2 separate regions of the Mus musculus genome follow, and region 1 is linked to region 2. A link is a contact called in public HiCAR-type data. All regions are on one chromosome and are shown on one strand. The core of a region is the stretch at or near the end of the contact, and the rest is flanking DNA. Distances in the headings are between cores, read along the strand shown. Region 1 holds the start of Bmi1 (Bmi1 polycomb ring finger oncogene). Region 2 holds the start of Plxdc2 (plexin domain containing 2).

Region 1 (5,107 bases), core at 1,031-3,530, 2.3 Mb before region 2:
ATAAACAATCAGCTTGATCACTGCAACCTAAGAAATGCAAATGATCTCTATAATCCCACTTGGGGCTCACTGCTCAAAGGAAAGCGTGGGTAAACTTGGGGGCGACTTGACTGATGGGGAGAACTTTGCCTACTTGAACACTTAACATACCCTCATGAGCTTAGTGGTAGACTGGACATCAAATATATCCAAATGCTTACATGCCTTGCAAAAGTTTGTATGTGATTATATTTGAGTGTCTACACATGCATAAACAATCTTTTACATAGTTTTAAAGATATTATTACAAGAGTATAATTTGCCCTCATAGATTATTGTAAATTATTTCCCTTTCATAGAAGACATGGAAATAAATACAATTTACTGTAGATTATAAACACATCATATAATAATAATTTTACAGAAAAATCAACCTCTTGATTAAATCTCCTTTATCTCCCTAGTGTACTTAGGACCCAAATGTACATAGTCTCAGAACTTGGTTTTACTCATGTGGTCAACAATTTACAATCTCTAGTATCAAGTCTTTACTACGTTTTACAACGTCTCCCTAAAGGTTGGGGGAGTTCCTATAAAAATAGCTTGAACTGCCACCACACATCTGCATTAGGGTAAATATGCCCGGAATTTTGCCTACTTTAAAGCGAAGGGGTTAATGCTCAATTCTCTTTCAGATATTGAACCGTGACCACTAAGCCCACTAAATCCTTTTATTGCAATTGGGAATGATCAAAGTCTCTCTCCTTGTTTATTTCCAATTATTAACTGTAAAGCTCTGGGGAAACGATCATGCTCCAGCGCTGTCAAGTCCAAATGACTACGTAAACATAAGCAATCAACGCGTTAGTGCTCCTTCTCCGAAGCATCCATCCCCTTACTTCATGACCTATTCTGACATTTAGCAAAATCTATAAAATGCAATGGACCTAAGTCTCAGCTCATCCCACAGCAAAGGGGAAAGTTGTAGTGTCTTCGAGAGAAAAGAAGAAAAAAGGAGGGGTGAGAGTGGAGAGAGAAAGGGCGCTCAGCAAGGCTAACGTACAGTCACCGGCTTCACTCCAAAACAAAGCTCAAATTTTAAATGCCCACCTCCTTGAGAGCTCGCCCCAAGTACGTATGGAACCCCTGTCCTCGACTCCCAACAAATACCACCTTGAAAACTTTACCCTTTCCAACACAAATGCACAAGACCTTGGAAACAACTGGGAACCGCCATCTTACCAGCCATCCAATTTCACACAAGTGTCCCTCCAACTTAAGTTAATAACATTTTTGTCGGGGCTCCCCCCAGCCTAACACCCACCTCGTCGGGATCGCTGTTCCCCACAGTACCCATCCCTATAAAATGGGGGCGTTCCCTGGAGGTTCAAAGACCTCCAGAGCCCTTTCTTCGGGAGAGGAGGGAAGCCACTGGACCCAGGCAGCGCCCGATCTCGGGATCCCGTCCCCGTTTCAGCAAAGTCTACCTCTCAACAAAGGGCGCAGCGGCCGCGGGAGCCGCGCAGGCTGGAGACACAAGTGCCGCTCTCGGGGACCATGTGCGGCGCGAGGGTGCCGAGGGGCGCTCGGGGGAGCGGGGAACTAAAACGTGGGGCGGCGCGGCGCGGCCGGGCGCGGGCGGCGGCCGGAGCGGCTGGAGCGCGGTCAGGCGGCGCTGGTGCGGGCTGCGGGGCGTCCGGCGCCGCGGGAGGCGGCGGGCGCGCGGGCGCGGGCGCGGGGCGCGGGCCGGTTGCCCACGCTGTCAGCGCCTCCGCCCCCCCCCCTCCACGCCGCCCCGACCCCCACCAGTCCCCGGCCACGGCCCGTCGGCGCCTCGCCTCCTACGTACCCGGAAAGAGCGGCCGGCGCGAGGCGATCTGAGCGGGCGGAAAAGACAATGAAAGTTAAAAGTCGTTCAGCATAAAATGAATGCGAGCCAAGCGGCCATCTTGGAGCGAGCCGCCGCCGCCGCTGTCAATGGGCACCGAGCGCGGCCGAGAGCAGCCACGGCCGCCGCGCTCCGCTCATGCCGCTCCCCCGCCGGCCTCCTGCTCGCGCGCTGCGGCCTCCTCCTCCCGCGCGGCCTCCTCCGCCTCCGCGCGGCCTCCGCCGCCGCCTCCTCGGGGCCTCTCCTCCTCCTCGGCGCAGCCGCCGCCTCCCGGCCGCGCTCGGGGGAGGGCGCGCAGAGGGGCCGAGCCGTATTATTCTGCGGGGCCGGGAGGTGTTGCTAAGCCTGCGCGGGGCTCCCTCGCCAACCTCCCCATTGTCTCTCCCGATCTCTGCCTTTAATACTACGATTATGATTTCAGACTCGCGTGGGGGAGGCGGGCTGGCGGGCGGGCGGGGGGCGCCGAGTGTGCTTGCGGGCCGGGTGGCGGGGGAGGGGAGGGAGGACCAGGAGGGGGAGGGGAGGGTGGAAAAAAATGCACGGCTGAAGGCAGAGTGGAAACTGACACCGGCTCCAAAATGGCTCGGAGTCCGCCCGCCCCCTCCCCCGCCCCCCGCCGGGTCACGTGCTCCCCTCATTCCTTAAGGGCGGCCTGGGAATTAGTGTCGGTGTAGTCGGGCCCGTGGCCGCCCCCTCCCCTCGCAGCGCGCCGCGAGCCGCGCGCCCAGCCCCCTCCCCTCCCCGCGCAGCGCGCCGGGGCCGCGACGGAGGCATTTCTCCACAGCGCCACACGCCGCTCTCCCGGCGCGGCCCGCTCGGCCCCGCACGCCGCCCCGCCCCCCACCATGTCTCCTGCTTCTGGCGCACACGTCCGCGGGGCCCGCCGCCGGGGGCGCCCGGCCGCTGCCCCGGCTCGGCCCTGCCGAACCTGCGCCGGATCGGGCCCGCGGAAACAACAGCGGCCGCCCCGCCCGCTGGCGGCCGGGAAGAGGCGCGCGCGGGCAGCGGCCGGGCTGGCTCCGCTCGCGGGGTCGGGCGGGCCGGGCGCAGGTAACGGGCGGGCCGGGCAGCGAGCACGGCCCGGCCGCACACCTTTCCCGAAACACTTAACCTGGGGCAAGGCAGGCGTCCGAGCCCACGCAGGGCAGATGTGCTTGGCACACTCAGTCGTCAAAGTCACACACAAACTCCAAACAGAATGCCGCCCTTCTTGTGGGAATACCACCGTATTTATTCAGGGTACGATACTTTAATAGGGCTTGAAGACGCTCAAGATAGAAGGAACGCAAGAGTAATACTGAAAATCCAGATGCTTAAGAGTCTCCCTCTTAACCATTTCACATGTGTAAAAAAAGTGTCAAAATTGATGGTTGGCATCACTTCAAAAGGGTGCTAGCTCTTTTTCCACTGAAAATGACATCCAGCTCGCGCGAACGATGGTCCAGCAGGAGACAAGGCGCGTCTGGTTTTCCTCTAGGCTCCTGGGGTCATCAGCCTCCCCAAATTACAACTGAGTTGCTCTTTCCAGGCTTTTTGAAGCATCCTTAAGTTTCCCCACCAAGTCCTAAAAGATGTACAATCATGTCACAACTTGGGCATACAAGTGAGGAAGCAGCAACTCTGAAGCAGCTGCAAGAACACAGTCGGAAGGAAGAACACCTAAGGAGTCCACGGGAGCTCAACAGCTCGCAAAGCCCTTTGGAAAAGAAGCGCTTCTTCTGCTGGATCTGGTCCTCCAATCAGGTATTCAAGTTCTAGTTAAAAGGGAATTTCTAACAGAATTTTTGCAGGCTGAGAATATCTAAATTATCTCTCAACTTCTCTAAGGAAGGTTATGATTCACACACATTTTCTGTTTAAAGTTTCGCTAATATTTACTCTAAAGTGACTACAGATGTCTTTGGAACATTTAATTTCATTCAAATTTTCAGGAATGATCTTCATTTTATTTAATTGGTAAGAAATTCGTTAGCATATCCATCAATCAACGAAGACTTTAATTTCTTCAGTTTTACACTGAAAATATTAACAGTTTTAAGAACTTGTGTGAACTTTCCCTTTATAGGGTAATTTAAAACTCCTGCTTAAAACTTTGGAAGTTTAATTTGTGAAAGGCATTCTCCAATCTCTTACTTTTGCTCAGTTTTATGAGTCAGATGCATGATGGAATGAAAGAAAGTGTGCTGAACTCAAACTTTAAAGTTATTTTTCAATTAGGGGCACCAGTAAATGCAGGCTACTGGGGATGTTACTATGTTACTTTTAAAAGTGAAATCTATGTTAAATTTCTGCTTTCCATTCTCTCTTTGCCATTAAAACCTAAACCAACCTTCATTACCTGATGCTGGGAATATTATAAAGTCTCCATAACAGTTCTCAAATGCCCACTGAAAGAAACATTTAAAGGTCCTAATACTGTACCTGTAACTGTTCCATGTTGCAACTAAAATTAATCTCTGGGTAGGATTGGGAATCATTGTTCTATGGAAGAAAAAAATGTTTGTTTATATAAAGGAAATGAAAATTTTTATTACACATAATTTTTAGACAAGGATCTATACATACCTCTACATTTAAGGTCACCAAATATCCAGGTCGGTACATCTTATGAAGTTGGTTGGTCTAAAACAACACAAAACATCAGTCTTTAACTCTAACCTTTTTAAAAAAAAAGTTCCTCTAACTCCCTCTACAGAAAAGCTTGTTATCTTTACCTTTATCTGGTACTCCAAGCGCCAAGAAACATCAGTTATATGAGGGAGAGATCTGCCTATACTGAAAGACAATGATAATTTTGTAGTATCTACAGAAAAACTTTCAGGATTTTCTCAATGGTGTCTTTCTCTTCTTAACTCGTTTCATTCCACTCTGAACTTAAAGACTGTTGAACCTCATCTTCAAGTTCAAAAGAGTGAAAGCACACCTACTAAGATTATGTCAGGCTCTATCTTGAAAAAAACATTAGCTTAACTTCAATTATTCCACTTGCCCTTTGGCCCTTTATTTTGGGTCAGGATCCCAATTTTTTTGGCTCAGTTTTGTTTCCCATCAGCACACTCCATTCCTTACCCACAAGGGAAAAGCTCCGCAGCTTGACACCTAACACAGTACCTACCTTCCCAGTAGGGTTTCTAGAGAATTCTTATTGTTCTGGGGAAGGAGAAAGAAAACACAGTTTTGCAAACAGCAGGAAAAAAGGGGGTGGGTACTAATTGTTAATTTAAAAGTTTAAAGTAAGTA
Region 2 (4,942 bases), core at 1,031-3,530:
CACACACACACACACACACACACACACACACACACACACACTTAAATAGGAGCCAGCCTTAAATAGGAGCACCAAGAAAGTAATTTTTTTCCTCTCTTAAAATTTGCAACTCAGGTACACGCATGACTTGGATTATCCTATTTGTCTCAAGATGGTAACATTTTATTCAAGGTTTTTGTAAACTCTTATTCTCACCTGGAGTCCCCAGGTGTACCTCCCGGACTTCTTTCTGTGACTCCTTGAAGGCTGACAGCTGGGTATACATGCATACTTTCTGAAGAACCATTTACCAGTCTTTCTTGAATTAAACAAAGAGGTGTACAGAGCAAAACAGAACCAAAGTGATTGTCCTAACCAGGAAGTTTTCCTTTCTTTTTCTCTTCAAGTGCTCTTTGCTCTCACTCCTGCTGGGAGTCTACAAGAGTTCACAGATTCCTGCCCCAGTGTTTCACTGACCTGCCTGTTCATTTCTTTGCTGAAGGGCAGAGATGGGGAGCAATCTGTGGGGTCACAGTGGAATGAGTGGTCTTGGGAGAAAGCTGGATTAGCCAGTCCCTGCTCAGTAGGAGGACACTTCACTACCACACACCTAACCAGACAGATCACCAGGGCACAGGGTGCGGCCAATTGCAAGTATCTGGAGGCCCTTCTCCTCCAGGGACAGTGTCAAGAAACCCTGAGGAACTGCTGGCATGTTGGGGCCTGTCTGTGAAACAGACAGGCAGAGGACAATGGGGCCAGGGCTTGTCCTCATAGGCACGACTGGTCCCCATCTTCTCCACCTCTTCTCTATCCCTGAACCCCGCTGCTTCTACTGCATCCACTTAGTAACCCCACAATGAGAAAACTAGTGAGGATAGCCTGAAGGAGGGATGTGCAGACACAAGGCGTTTTCCCTTGGCACGGGGCGACCTGCCATCCCTGACTGTCATCAGATTGTTCATCCATCCATCCCTTCCGCGGCGCACAGGGAAGAGCCTCTGAGCTCCAAGGGATGAGAATCCAGAGGGGAAACAACCTGATGTAACCAAGATTCAGAGAGGTATCCGCAGCAGCAGGCTCTCTCACACCCCGACCTCTTTGGGCTACTTGGGGTTAGGCAGGACCACCCCCTGGCGCCCAGGTGGAGTAAGCATCATAGCTTCAGGGAAGTCCTGGTTTCCCACACCTTTTGATCAAGCAAACCTCTTTCCCCATTCGAGAAACTCAAGTTTCCCAGAAAAACAACTAGGATAAGTTTCCCAAGGGCAGATACTTTGGGTGGGTGTGAGATGAGGATGGAGGTTCGAAGACACCGGAAGGATCTTCAGCCACACACAAAAACAATTGAGAAAAGTACTTCTTACCATTGGTATGGTGTCCAGGCTCCCCGTGGGCGAACTGGAACCGGTCTGTTAAAAAGTGACAAAGTAACATAACTCCTGCTGCGGCCAGGTCGGCCCTCCGGAACCTTGCCATGCCGCTGCCGCGACCTCTCTCCCCTGCCCAACGAATTTTTTCTTGAGACCCTGGGCTCCGGGGTTATCCCTGGGGATGGGGCGACACGGCCGAGCTCTGCTGGTGAGTCTTGGGTGGGATCCGGAGGCCTCTGACAGTTTCGCTAGGATTTCACTCCGGGTAACAGAAGTGAAGGAGAGACAGCTGAACCCTCTCCGAACTTCGGGAGCTCTCACTGCAACTTGTCACCCTCGCAGCCCCCAACTGAGACACAATCAACCAAGTGAGGGGAGGAAAGGTCACTTGCAGTAGGGTCGGCAAACTCCCGGGTCCTCTCAGGCAGCGCCACCCGGGCGCCCACAGACGGTGACTTCCGAGCGCCCGCGACGCGCTCCACTGGGTTCAAAACAGATCTAATTCCACTGGCTGCGCCGGTGCTGTTCCAGATTCAAGAGGGCGCTGAGCACCGGAGGAACTTTCCCAGACTTAGGTCTGGCCCCGGCGGGTGGTTGGTGTTCCCGAGAGAAGGAGGTTAGTGGAGGCTGGAGAAACCCCTCTGACAAGTTTTTCTTCTTTGCTTCGCCCAAGGCTGAGCGCGCGTCCTCGCCCGCAGCCGGAGGGATGGGCAGCTCCGGAGAGTAGAGCCGGGAATGCACCAGCTGCTGTGAGCAGAAGAGAGGTGGGGGTGTTTTTTAAAGAAAAAGAAAAACGGGAAAGTGAGGTTGCAGCCTGGTAAGAGAGCCCCTCCGGGCTAGGCAGGAGGTGGCTCCGAACGCCGCGGAGCCCCAGGAGTTTGGTGGCGGAGGCGCCGCCGCGCTCCCCCGCGCTCCAGCTCTACACTTTGGGGAGGGAAGGCGGCTTGCCATTTGCTAGATCTACCGCTGAACCCTCCTCTCTTCCCTCCGCCCTCCTCCCTCCCCTTCTCTCCTCCAGGCTTCTCCCACCTTCCTCCCAAAACCCGCAGCCAGCACCAACCTGTCCATTGGCTGAGCTTTTCTCGGGGGAGAGGGGGCGCCAGAAAAGTCTCCCACAGATGAAGCCCGAGAAGACTGGCTGGGGAAAGCCAGAGGACCATTGCGGCCCCAAACACCCGAGGACTGGTGCGAGTGGGGCGGTGGCAGATTCTAGTCTCCCGGACGCCATCCGCCCACCCGGTTCATGACCTTTGCAGAGGAACCGATGCCGCCTGCACCCTCCAGGCTTCCGTGGCTTTTGGGTGTCAGCCTGCGGGTAGAGAGGGATGAGGCCCCCCAGGGAGCGCCCACTATCTTCTGATTTCCGCCTGGGCACTAAAGGGTTAATAGTATTTCATCCCTCACTGAGGGCTGGTCTGGCAACCGTTGGGTGGCGGGGGAGCAAACCTGAGTCGCTAGGGTTACTGACATCCCCCAACTCCCAGCCCCCATCCCATCAAAAGCCCCTCCTACCCCAGACCCGCACAGAGGGAGGTGGAGGTGGCTCTGGGCTGCAGGGTCCTGAGGCCGCCACCGCGGTTTGGTAAAGTGTCAGAAGGAGGGAAAGGGAGAGTTTAAAGAAACAGGAAGCCCATTGAATTTCCTATAGGGGGTTTAAAGGGTTTTTGCTTGCTAGTTTGTTTTTGTTTTTTCAGCTTGAGGGTCTGCTTCAGCATTAACCCTTTCCAGGCCCCTTATCCGCTTACATTTAATTTAATTTAATTTGCATACACTTAGCCATCTTTTAATGGGGCTAAATAGAAAGCAAAGAGACAATGCATCCTTGGTGAAAAATACATGTTCTGGAGCACTGCCTGGGCTAGTACTTCAATTTTTTTTCCACAAGGAGCAATTTATTTAAGCTTTAAGCCTCAGGTCTCCAGGCATCAAATCAGGAAGATTTTATACTGAAGTTCATAGAAGGTCCTAGAAAGGAGGATTAGCCAAGTGAACTTAATTTTTTAAATCATCTGCTAGCCTGAAGAGAAATGCTCTTTCTTGAAGACAAAGGGAGAGCTAATTTAAACACATTCGAAAGTGTTCTGGGTTCAGCCGATGCTGTAGCTTGTTACTGTCTTGGCCTTGCCATGCTTTGAAGAATGCATGCATGTATGCTTTGAATCCATCTCAACATCTAGCAAAACCCACTGGAAGTGGGCCAAGATTACTGCAAAATTCGATACAGAAATTTTTGCCTTTCCACTGAAAACATTAACAAGCCTGTTTTCTCTAAAATAAGACTCGTTTCTCTATTTTGGGATATTTGTGAAGGTTTAAATACTCCATGCTTACACCTTTTATTATTCCAAGATGCTTGATAAATCCTGAGCTTTCTTCTGAGTGGTTGATGTCCTCTTGCCAACCAGACTTAAGACTGTAATTCTCTTATTTTTGCTCTACCAAGAGTGTTTTAAATCCTCAATTACATCTCAATCTGTGTATCTAGAGTATTTACATCAAGTTTAAAAGAGTGGTTTCCTAATGAAAAATTAATGGGACAGTCATCGATGTTGAGTTTTCCTTCTGCACTTTGAATGGCTGACACCGGTTGTGGATAGACTACTAATTATATTTGATATTAATTCTGTTCTCCCTTGAGTGGTTGTGAACAAGGAATGAGCACTCAGGTGACTTCCTGTAAACCTGCTTCCCACCTTAATTTGTAAAATAAAGAAGAGCTGATGATTAGGCAGATAAAAGGAAAGGTGGAGCAGGAGAGAGAGAGAGAGAGAGAGAGAGAGAGAGAGAGAGAGAGAGAGAGAGAGAGAGAGAGAGAGAGAGAGGAGAAAGTAGAAAAGGGAGAGGATGCAGAGGAGGAGGAAAAAGAAGAAAATTGGAGCAAAAGCACATCACCTGGAGAAACCTAAAGTTCTAAGGGGTCTCATAAACTGTGGAAGATGGTAGGATAACGGTAGACCTGCCCAATCTAGGCACAATCATGTGTTCATATTAATTGAGTCGTGTTTTCACTGCCGGGGGCTTATTTGGGATGGAGATTTACCTGCCAGAATCACTACCACCAACAAAACAAAACAAAGCAAACAAACAAACAAAACCAAACAAACAAAAAACAGGTCAGAGGCTATAGCAGAAACCCAGGCAGAGAACTTCCTGGGCCCTTTATCCAAATCCAGTTCTCATAAAGTCCACAACAGTAGGAACCAAACAATGATCAAAACAAGTTAGGTCTTAGGTCCCCTATTTGTACAGTAGGAAAAAAACAACACAAAACAAAAGCCCATTTCCTCTTGGAGAAGACACAAGTCACCATCTCCTCTCTCATTCTCACCCCTTTTTCTTATTGTTTATGGAAATTAGTAGTATTTATTTTGTTATTGTTTGCTATCCTTGGCTGTGCTTTGCCCTCTTGATGACAGCTATAAATATACTTTTGTCAGTGAAAATTGGTTGCTACAAACTGAAAGTCTAACAAATGGCAATTTAGAAGTAATTTGGTCAATATGAATCCATTGGTCTCTATCAGGGCTGCTGTTTAATCACAATTCTTTATTCCTATTTGAATTTTACTTTGACAAACTTGTACATATGTC

The links. HiCAR-type assays count read pairs that join an accessible place to other places.
Region 1: a HiCAR-type map of astrocytes shows a contact between it and region 2, with 2.6 times the contacts expected there. The contact joins the promoter of Bmi1 here to the promoter of Plxdc2 in region 2. A contact is called at or near these places in 2 of 115 datasets of contacts at active chromatin or transcription factors (astrocytes and embryonic stem cells).

Annotation. Positions count from the first base shown.
Region 1 is chr2:18,674,191-18,679,297 of GRCm38.p6, reverse strand. It overlaps Bmi1 (Bmi1 polycomb ring finger oncogene), which reads right to left and starts at 2,280. Exons shown (of 10, transcript NM_007552.4): 1 at 1,829-2,280. Commd3 (COMM domain containing 3) reads right to left here. Exons shown (of 8, transcript NM_147778.4): 4 at 4,983-5,017; 5 at 4,582-4,642; 6 at 4,433-4,489; 7 at 4,289-4,348; 8 at 3,067-3,431. The coding sequence ends at 3,372.
Region 2 is chr2:16,353,642-16,358,583 of GRCm38.p6, reverse strand. Plxdc2 (plexin domain containing 2) reads right to left here and starts at 2,280. Exons shown (of 14, transcript NM_026162.6): 1 at 1,347-2,280. The coding sequence starts at 1,458.